Regions from separate parts of the Capra hircus genome. Here region 2 is linked to region 1. A link is a contact called in public Hi-C data. All regions are on one chromosome and are shown on one strand. Each heading gives the region's core, a stretch centred on a gene start, on an enhancer-like site or on the middle of the called end of the contact. The rest is flanking DNA. Distances are from core to core; before and after follow the strand shown. Region 1 overlaps NSMCE1 (non-structural maintenance of chromosomes element 1 homolog). Region 2 overlaps GTF3C1 (general transcription factor 3C polypeptide 1).

Region 1 (4,100 bases), core at 1,005-3,504:
TGCTCCCCACAGCAGGGGCAGGGGCCCTGAGGCAGGAACACCTTGGTGAGGAAGGGGCCCGCGCAGTGCTGGAGAGGGCGTGTGGGGTCAGCAGGGCCTGGATGGTCCCAGGACAGGAGGACAAGGTCTGCTGGAGCTGCCCTGTGAGGAGAACAGAAGGGGGAGGCTCGAGAGCGGATAAGCAGTGAGTGTCCCTGGTCCAGTGACCCCTGGGGTGACACGGTCAGGGTACCAGTGGGAGCGCTGGGCAGTGGAGGACAGGCTGTGCTGGGGGACAGGTGGAGGGGTCACAGGGGCCCTGAGGGCCTGCCAACTGGGGGTTGGGGTACCCAGGAAGTTCACACTGGTGGCCACACAGGGGAGAGGGCAGCAGGGCGGCACCCAGCAGCAGGTGCTCAGAGCCTCCTCTGCACCGGCTGGGTGCGACCCTGCCGCCTCGACCGCCCAGCCTCCTGCTCGGACAGGCAGCAGGCCGCAGGGTGCTGCTCTGCTCCAGGCCCCCGGCCTCCTGCCCCCTTGCCTGGAACAGCACTGTGGAGGACCCCCTCTCCCCAGGGGTGCAGCCTTGAGGAGTGCAGCAGCTGGGGATACCTGCATCTTGAGGGCACAGCAGAGGATGGACGGAATAGTGGGAGCTGCTGTTTGGTGCCCACTGTGGCTAGGGAAGGGGTCTTACCAGCCAGAACCCCTGAGTCCAAGACTGTCTTTTCTGGAGCAGCTCTCCTGACTTGCTGTGCTTTTAGCGACCTTCCTCAGAGCCTCGTGAGAAATCCCTTTTCTGGGTAAGCTGATGGGGGTGGTTTCTGTGGCGTGCCTGGCACACACACCCACCCCCACTAGTCAGGGCTCCTACAGGGCTTCACGAAGGCTTGCATTTGCCCTCAGAAGGCTGGGCCAAGGTCCGGCCTGGCTCACACGGGCTCCAGCTGAACACCTTTCACCGCCTGGGAAGCGGGCCTCAGGGCCCAGGCTGGACCTGGGTCATACTCCATACCCGTCGACAAAGGTGAATTGGGCACAATGTCCCTCCCTGCACGGGTGGAGGACACCCCACTCTTTCAGTGCCCACTGCTTGTTCCCTCTCTGCCCGTAACATCATACTCAATTTGCTGAAACGACTTCTTCCTCACTCAGCCATGTGGCTCAGGAGGGGCTCCTTCCTGTGGCTGAGGGGAGACCCAGGTCACCAGTGCCCCCTGGACTCTCCCACTTCACTTCCACAAGTATGCAGACTGGATGCTTGCTGAGATGAGGGAGCCACTAAATCAGACCTGCCCTCTTCCTCCAGACGGTGGGGACTGGGTGCGCGGGTCCTGGAAGTATGGTGGCCATTTTGTTACCATGAAGAAAGAGGCTGATTTGCTGAGACCGTGTTTTAGCCCCAGCACGAGGCCAACACATAACAACAGGGTGGGTCAGCGATGCAGACGCGTGGGCGCCCTGGGCCCACTGCATCAAACCTCTTGAAGGGCCCCCTAGCCTTCTGTGCTGAGGCCAATCTGAGTTGGGTTTTGTATCATGACTGAAGGGGTCCTGATTGATACTGGGCTGGAAGGGAGGGGAGTCAGGCAATTAAAGTAGTGTGGCAAGTGATGGTCGAGAATGTACGGGGAGGTGGGGGACCGGGCATGGAGGTGGTGACCACCTCGCCAAGATCTAAAGGGTGAATAGGTGTTGGCAAGGGCAGGACACGCGGGGAGAGAGCAGGCAGGCGGAGGGACCGTGTGTGCAGGTTGCAGGGTGAGGAGCAGGAAAGTTCATCCAGGAACAGAGAAATACCACGCCCTGGAAAGTGGGAGGGGGGACAGTGAAACGCACAGGGCCCCTGCGTGGCGTCAGCCTCAGGGCAACGGGGGCCATGGGAGGGTGACCCTGAGGGAGAATCTGGAAGCAGTGCGGAGGGGAGGGGAGCTGGGCCAGCCTGGGTGGTGGCTGTGGGGCTGAGGGCCATCTGGCAGGTGGGCTGCACAGGATTTGGTGGTAGGCGTGATGCAGGAAGCCCAGGGGAAGGCGGCACCCAGGCCAATTTCCTGGGTCAGGCCTGGGGCAGCTGCAGGCGAGGCAGAGCGCCCAGAGATGACACACAGCCACAGCCCCTCCCGCAGCCTCGTGCCGTGCAGGCCGGTGCACCTCGGGCCAGGGAGAGTGTGGGGCGTGGGGCGGGCCCAAGGCCAAGGCTCCCACACATCCAGTAAGTCGGGCCGGCCAGTGTGAGTAGGACCAGTGACCAGAGCTAGGGACTGAAAGCAACGCTGCCCTGAGCAAGTGGCCTCGGGCCATGCTGGGCAGGAGGCGCTTGGCCAGCCTCAGCCCAGACCCAAGCCCAGGCCCCCAGCTCTCAGTGAGTGCCAAGAGAGGGGCGCGCCACCAGATGAGGCCGCAGAAGCTGCTGAGCAAGTTTATTCCAAACCTGTTAACAAGCAAACGTAAAAGGTAAAAAGGTGATCCACGTGAACCGTGAAACTGATGCCTCTCTTCCAAATGGGGCAGGCGGTCACTCCCCCGAAGGCGGCGGCCTGGCTAGTGCTGCCGGGACCGCAAGGACCTTTTGTTCGATCTGGACATACCGGTCTCCCTCTCCTTCTCGGGGTCGAAGACTTCTGCACAGAAAAGCCAGAAGGCACTGTGAGTGGCGGGGCTGGTGGGCGCCCCCAGCCATAAGCCTGTGCCGAGGACTCTGTCCCACGGAACAGTTCACCCCACAGGGAGGCAGGATGAGCCCGTCTGGGGATGCGCTTTCACCTCCCCTCCAGAGACAGCTGCAGGGGAGCGCATCTACTATACCAGACCCTCTCGCGTCTCAGGGTTTCTGCTGGGTTCCAGAGCACCTTGCGGAACCAACGCCAGCAAGCAGGCTGGCCTCCAATGACCACAGAAGGTACTTCAGTACACGGGGCCCGGGGCCCGCACACACATGGAGCCCTTGTTGGGGTGCCCTGTCTGCCCCTCGCCCCGGTGCCCCCTCAATGCCGGGCACTCACACTCTGGCATACACACAGCCCTGCCATAGGCCAGGAGGAAAGCAAGTGGCTGGGGGACACAGACCTGGCACCTCGTGGGGCCAGTAGTCATTACAGTGGGGACAGTGCGGCTCCGAGTTGGACTGGAAGTACTTAGCCACACAAGGTAAGTGCATCCTGATTCCACACGTCTCGCAGCTTTGACCCTGAAATGAGAAAGTGATGGCTTGAGAACACATCTCTGTGTTCATAACCCTTCAGCGGACTGCAAAGAAGGCATCCCACTGGCTTGGTAATTTTGTCTTCCAGGCCCCAAACGGACAATGAGAACAACTCTGAGTCTTCAGTGCAGTGGGTTTTAGTAAAGCAGCTGACAAGTGAGTGCAAAGGGAAGAAGCTCAAGGCTCCAGAGGCCAGAGGAGGGCAGAGTGGGTGGCGGTCAGGCCCTTGGAGCAGCAAGGCCGCCCCCAAGCCTGGACTCTGAGCACGAGTGGGCCCTGGAGGGGGCATGAAGACGACCACGGCTTTCAGAAGGCACTTCAGCAATGTGGGGCAGAGCTTTAAACAGCCGTGTGCACATGCTGTTCTAGAAATTCCACTCTTGGGATTCCAACCCAGGAAATATAACCACTAGGTGCCCAAGGATGGATGTGCCAAGAGGCCCAGCCCAGTGCAACTGATAAATGCAAAAAGAGAATGAAAAAGGAGGAAACACAGGGGCTTCCCTGGGGCTCCTGTGCCTTCCAGCACAGGGGGTGCAGGCGCGATCCCTGGTCAGGGAGCTGACGTCCTACCTGCCTCACTGCCGAAAAACTGAACCATGAAAAACAGAAGCAACGCTGTAACAAATTCAATGAAGGCCTTAAAAAAGGCATCAAAAAAATCTAAAGCGAAAAGGCAAAAGCAGAATCATCCAGCACTGGTCCAGCTGCTCTGCTCTGAAGCTGTACAATGTACTCAGAGGCCAACAGACGACAGGAATCTGTGGCTGAGACAGAAAGATGGTTGGCATGTTGCTGCCATGATAATAGGAGACACAGACTTCTGAGAGCACGCGTTGTAGCCCTGCGGCGACAGTGGGGGTCCTGGGCAAAGGCGCACAGCAGGGCGGGGGGCAAAAATAAAAAGAGCCTGGGACAG
Region 2 (4,707 bases), core at 1,179-3,678, 210 kb after region 1:
CTAACACCTTATGTAAGTAAAAAGGAGTAAGAATGAAGAGTGTGGAGGGACAAGGAACCCAGAGGACAGACCTTCGGGGGTCTGGGGTGTGCTGTTACTCGGGGTGAACAGGACACGACCCCTCTGGGCTTGGTGCTCCCCCGCTCGCATCCGGTGTTTTACTAGGTAAGTGAAAGTCGCTCAGTCATGTCCAACTCTTTTCGACCCCATGAACTGTCCAGCCCAGAATACTGGAGTGGTTAGCTGTTCCCTTCTCCAGAGGATCTTTCCAACCCAGGGATCAAACCCAGGTCTCCCACATTGCAGGCGGAGTGTTTTACTAGGTAGTCAGCGTTTAAAATCTCTTTTCTCTAAACATGAATTCCTTCTCACCCTGGGCATGCAGATTTTAATTTTCCTTAGTTCCTACCCTGCCTAGTATTAACCAGGCCACTTTATATTACCTGCCTGGCCCTGAAGCCATCTGATCTCATAGCTTCTGGTCTACACTTCTGGTTTTGCAAACCCTGGGTGCAGAGCTTGGCAAGGCAGAGAGCTACCTTGGATGGGGGCTAGCTGAGGGGGTGGATGGACACACGGACAGATTGATGGGATGGGTCGGGGGAGGGAGGGAAGGAAGTCATCCTTGCACAGGATGCCTAGATGTGGGAATGAGGGTCACAGAAACCCCCTCTCTCCACTGGAGAGCTGACTCCTCGCCCAGGTGTCCATCTCCTAGACACGTGCCCAGACTGTCCCTCAATCTGGGGATACAGGGAAGGAAACAGACTTGACTGAGTCCTACTACGTGCTTGTCCCTGGTGTTCTTCAGCTCATCTGGCCCTCCTGTGAGGGGGACAGTCTATCCCCATTTCTCAGGTGAGAAAAACAAGGCTCTGGGACGGGACATCAACCCTACCTTCCTCCCGCCACGCAATGCATTCCCACATAATCAGCATCTGTATTTTCTGTTTACAAAGCAAACCATATCCATTATTCTACTTGATTACCCCAGATCACCCCAAATGCTATTTTTTTACTTTAGAGTAAAAACGAATAAAGAAGGAATAAAAAAAAAAAAGATGCCAAAACTTGGCCAGGTCTTGGCAGTGCTGGGGGCGGTGGTTCACTCTCAAGACTCCGGACCCCATGCCTCCTGTCCTCTGCCCCATCACCCTGGAGTCTGGCCTGGGGACCAGGTCCCTGGCAGAGAGAAGCTGGAAACCCAAGGCTGCCAGGTGGGCCAGGCCATGAGCTGCAGGTTAAAGTGAGAGGAGCTCTGGTGGGCCTGAGGCCTGGCCTGGGGGAGGGCCAGCCATGGCTGGGGGGGATGTCCCATACCTGGGGCTGTTACATGCGGTAGTTCTAGGTCTTTCCAGAGAAGACAAAGATCTGGATTTTAAAAGAATGTGAAACCTCCAATTGTAAAGAAATGTTGGTAACTAACTAAAAAACAACAAAGAAACACTGAGTGAAAGAGACCAGCCGTGGGCCGACTCCACGCTCCAGGCTTCGACCTCAGCAGCCTGCCGGCATCGCAGGCCGTGCGCCCGGCCACAGGCCTGGCCTGAGTGCAGCCGGATGCCTGTTAAGGGAGAGGCCGGGGCCTGGCTGAGTAGGAGGAAGGGTTTCGAGGCAGTGGCGTGCGGTGAGGCAGTGCCGGGACGGGCTGAGCCAAGCTCACCCCCAGTACCCACCTCTTCCTCGGGTTTTACCGATAACGTCTATTCCTGGCTGTTCCATGGTGGAAAACAACAGGCCCCTGGGGGATCAAAGATTCTTTAGGAAATACAAAACGAAATGCGTTTTACTTCGCTTTAATTAAAAAAAACATATAAATACATGCCAGGGTTTTTTTTTTAATAAGGAAAGAGGCTGAAAAAAAAAAAAAAAAGACAAACTCCAAACCTGTAAGGACTCCCCGCTTCCAGGTGGCAGGAGGCCTGCAGGTGGCTTGCAGGCTCAGCAGTCAGGGGTCCTGCCTCCAGAGGAACAAGTCTCAGTGACAGCCTTGGCAGGGGGTTACCCAGCCTGTGCTCTATGACATGTCCCCACGAGGCCCTGTCCCTCAGACCAAGGGGGGGTTTCTGGGGAACATGGAGAGTCCTCCATGATGGGGTGGCCGGAAGCTGGAACGTGAGTCTGTGTGGATGGGGCAGACCCCCAAGGCCCACAGCTTCTGACCCCTCACTGGACAGCGGGCAGATGTCCACAGAGAAAGCTCAGGACCTGGGCAGGTGGCTCTGCTCCTGAAGGGCAGGATCGTCTCAGAAGCCCTTGGAGGACCAGCCCACCGGGGGCCCTCACCACAACCCAGGATCCAGAGAGATTGGAAACAGGAGGAGAACAGGCGAGGAGCGGCATCTCTGAGCTCCCCCACCCAGCTCCGGGGGTGACAAAGCAGAGTCCTGAAGGCCAGCTGTGGACAGGCTGGGAGCAGGCGGCCAGCTGGTCCTCCGCCCAGAGCTCCAGGCCAGAAACCACAGCCAGGGCCGGGCTGGGCACACAGTGTTCCCATGGGTGGGATGCAGGAATCCTTGGGTCCCGACCTTGCCAGGCCACCCCCACACATGGGCAGAGGGCCCCCAGGAAAGAACTCTCGGGAGGCTCGCCAGGACCACACAGGCCTCAGAGGTGGACCCACTTGTTCCAGTTGACCTCGTTGGGGAAGACGCGGCCGAGGCGGATGGTGCAGTCTAGCGTGGGCTCGTAGAACACCACGGGGCTCTCGTCTGGGCTCAGCGGCGCCTCTCCCACTGGCGGCTTCGAGAAGAGCGAGGCGGCCGCGGGCTTTCTCAGCACACACTTTTTAATGCAGCCCAGGGTCTCCAGCCCCTGCAATGGCACAGACAGACCGGTTTCCAGGGGCATTTAAGGACCACGTTCTCTGTACCCAGAGCGGCCTCCCAGAACAGACACAGGAGGGTGACCTTGAGAGACGAGCAGGGATTGACCAGGCAGGTTTAAGCAAGAGCCCAGCGTGTGAGAGAGAAGGGCGTGGACAGCATTTATACAGCGGCCCCGTGTTGAGCAGGGGCTGCAGACTGGCTTCCAGATGGGGTTGTTTGGCCCAGATCTGCTGTGAAGTGTGGCGAAATGCACACTGAACTTCCTGCTCCTGCTTCTGTCGAGGAGTTGGAACTCCTGTGCACACACAGCCGGAGCCCTGGGCGGCCATCAAGCCGAGCTGCCCTTAGGAGACTGTGGGCACCTCACCAGCTCTCCCGGCCACCCATGAGGGTTGGTCACTCACCTACCTGTCGGTCCCCGTGGGCATGCAAGCCCTTGAGCCCTGGTCTTGAGAAAGGGTCAGAGATAAGACCCCGTGGATGTTTCTATGTAAGCCTAGGCAGCAGCTCGGGGCTGAAGGAGGACCTGGGAGGGACAGCTGGGGTGGGAACCCGGGGCAGGGGTGGGGGCTGTGGGAGGCTGAGTGCTGAGAACTGGGGCTGGGTGCTGGCAGCGCTGAAGAGCAGATGCAGGAGGAAGGAAATTGGTGTGGGGCTCGGCCGGCACAGTGACCTCGGAGGGCAGTGGGGCAGGAGTAAGCTTTGGGGGTGGCGGGGGGGATACCAGGGGCCCAAGACTTTTCTGAGGAGCTGGCTCCCTGCGAGGAGGCCATTGCACCCTTGTGGGCTGAGCCGGTAAGCAGTGGCCGACCCCAGAGCTCAGCCCACGTGCCCATGGCCCCCGCCCTCTGAGACTGCGGAAGGGGAAAGGTGCAGTGGGGCCGGGACCCAGCGCGCGCCCTCCCCACCGAGAGGCTCACCTGGAGCAGCTCGAGCACGGCCAGCGGCTGCAGGACGCCCTGGTAGTGCTGCAGCAGGCAGCTCTCGGGCACGCCGGGCCTGGTCATAATGTGATACAGCACCGCCTCCATCATGCCCTTGACCACCGGCGCATTCAGGCGGCCGTCCACGATACGCCACGGGCGCCCGATGAAGCGCACGCTCTCACAGTCCCTGCGGCGGGTGGGGGCGGGGGACACAGGCATCAGGCTTAGTGGGGGAGGGGAGACAGCTGATTCCACGTGGCCCCACCTTGGCAGGGGCTGGGGACCACTTCCCTCCTGTTCTTCCGCCTCCAGCTCTCCTGCCGCCTGGAGGGATGGGCCCCAGCCCCCTCATCACCCCACACTGGTGGGGCAGGGAAAAGCCAGGACTTTTAGATTTACCAGCTTCTTCTGGGACCTGATAGAACCTGCAGGTTTTTTTTTTTCTTTTGTAGGGAAGACTTGACGGGACTCTTTACCTAGTAGCTGGTCCCCTCGTTTACTATACAGTGTGAATTCTGCTTAATGTAACTTCTTTTCTGCTTAAGCATTTGCATGACTATTGGTGCTCTGAAATAAATTCTAAAACGCGCAAGTTATAAATGCAGAAGAAAAGAGTCAACCTCCCAAACCAAGCCTAACCCCTGAGCCTTCCCTAAGACTGAAAGCAGGCTTCACTTCTGCCTTTGCTATAAGTTGACCCCAAACATCTGGAAGAAAATGGGGCTGTCTGCATCTCTGTGTTTATTACTTGGCATCATAGAGCTTACTTTCATTAACAACAACAACAACAAATGGCTGCATCCCCTTCTGACCAAGCTCATAGGTCTGTATGCAGAAGCTCTGCTTCTGTGCTGTATTCGGGGGTTCTGGGCACTTTCCTCACAAGGTTTCTACTAAAAACTAAAGCAGTGACTGGTTTAGAAGTGTTAGTTGCTCAGGCATGTCCAACTCTT

The links. A called contact is a pair of places that touch in the nucleus more often than the background predicts.
Region 2: a contact with region 1 is called in a Hi-C map of blood, with 2.7 times the contacts expected there. The contact joins two enhancer-like sites. A contact is called at or near these places in 2 of 5 Hi-C or Micro-C datasets (both in blood).

Annotation. Positions count from the first base shown.
Region 1 is chr25:24,711,742-24,715,841 of ARS1.2, forward strand. NSMCE1 (non-structural maintenance of chromosomes element 1 homolog) reads right to left here. Exons shown (of 8, transcript XM_005697624.3): 7 at 3,046-3,166; 8 at 2,383-2,600. The coding sequence ends at 2,521. Among named protein-coding and RNA genes, the nearest start is that of KDM8, 23 kb to the left of the region's middle. Within about 2 kb of position 2,255, at least 3 of the 5 cell types and tissues checked have an H3K27ac peak or open chromatin away from gene starts, as enhancers often do.
Region 2 is chr25:24,920,058-24,924,764 of ARS1.2, forward strand. GTF3C1 (general transcription factor 3C polypeptide 1) reads right to left here. Exons shown (of 37, transcript XM_018040599.1): 36 at 3,749-3,941; 37 at 1,781-2,814. The coding sequence ends at 2,608. Among named protein-coding and RNA genes, the nearest start is that of TRNAC-GCA, 3.9 kb to the left of the region's middle. Within about 2 kb of position 2,429, at least 3 of the 5 cell types and tissues checked have an H3K27ac peak or open chromatin away from gene starts, as enhancers often do.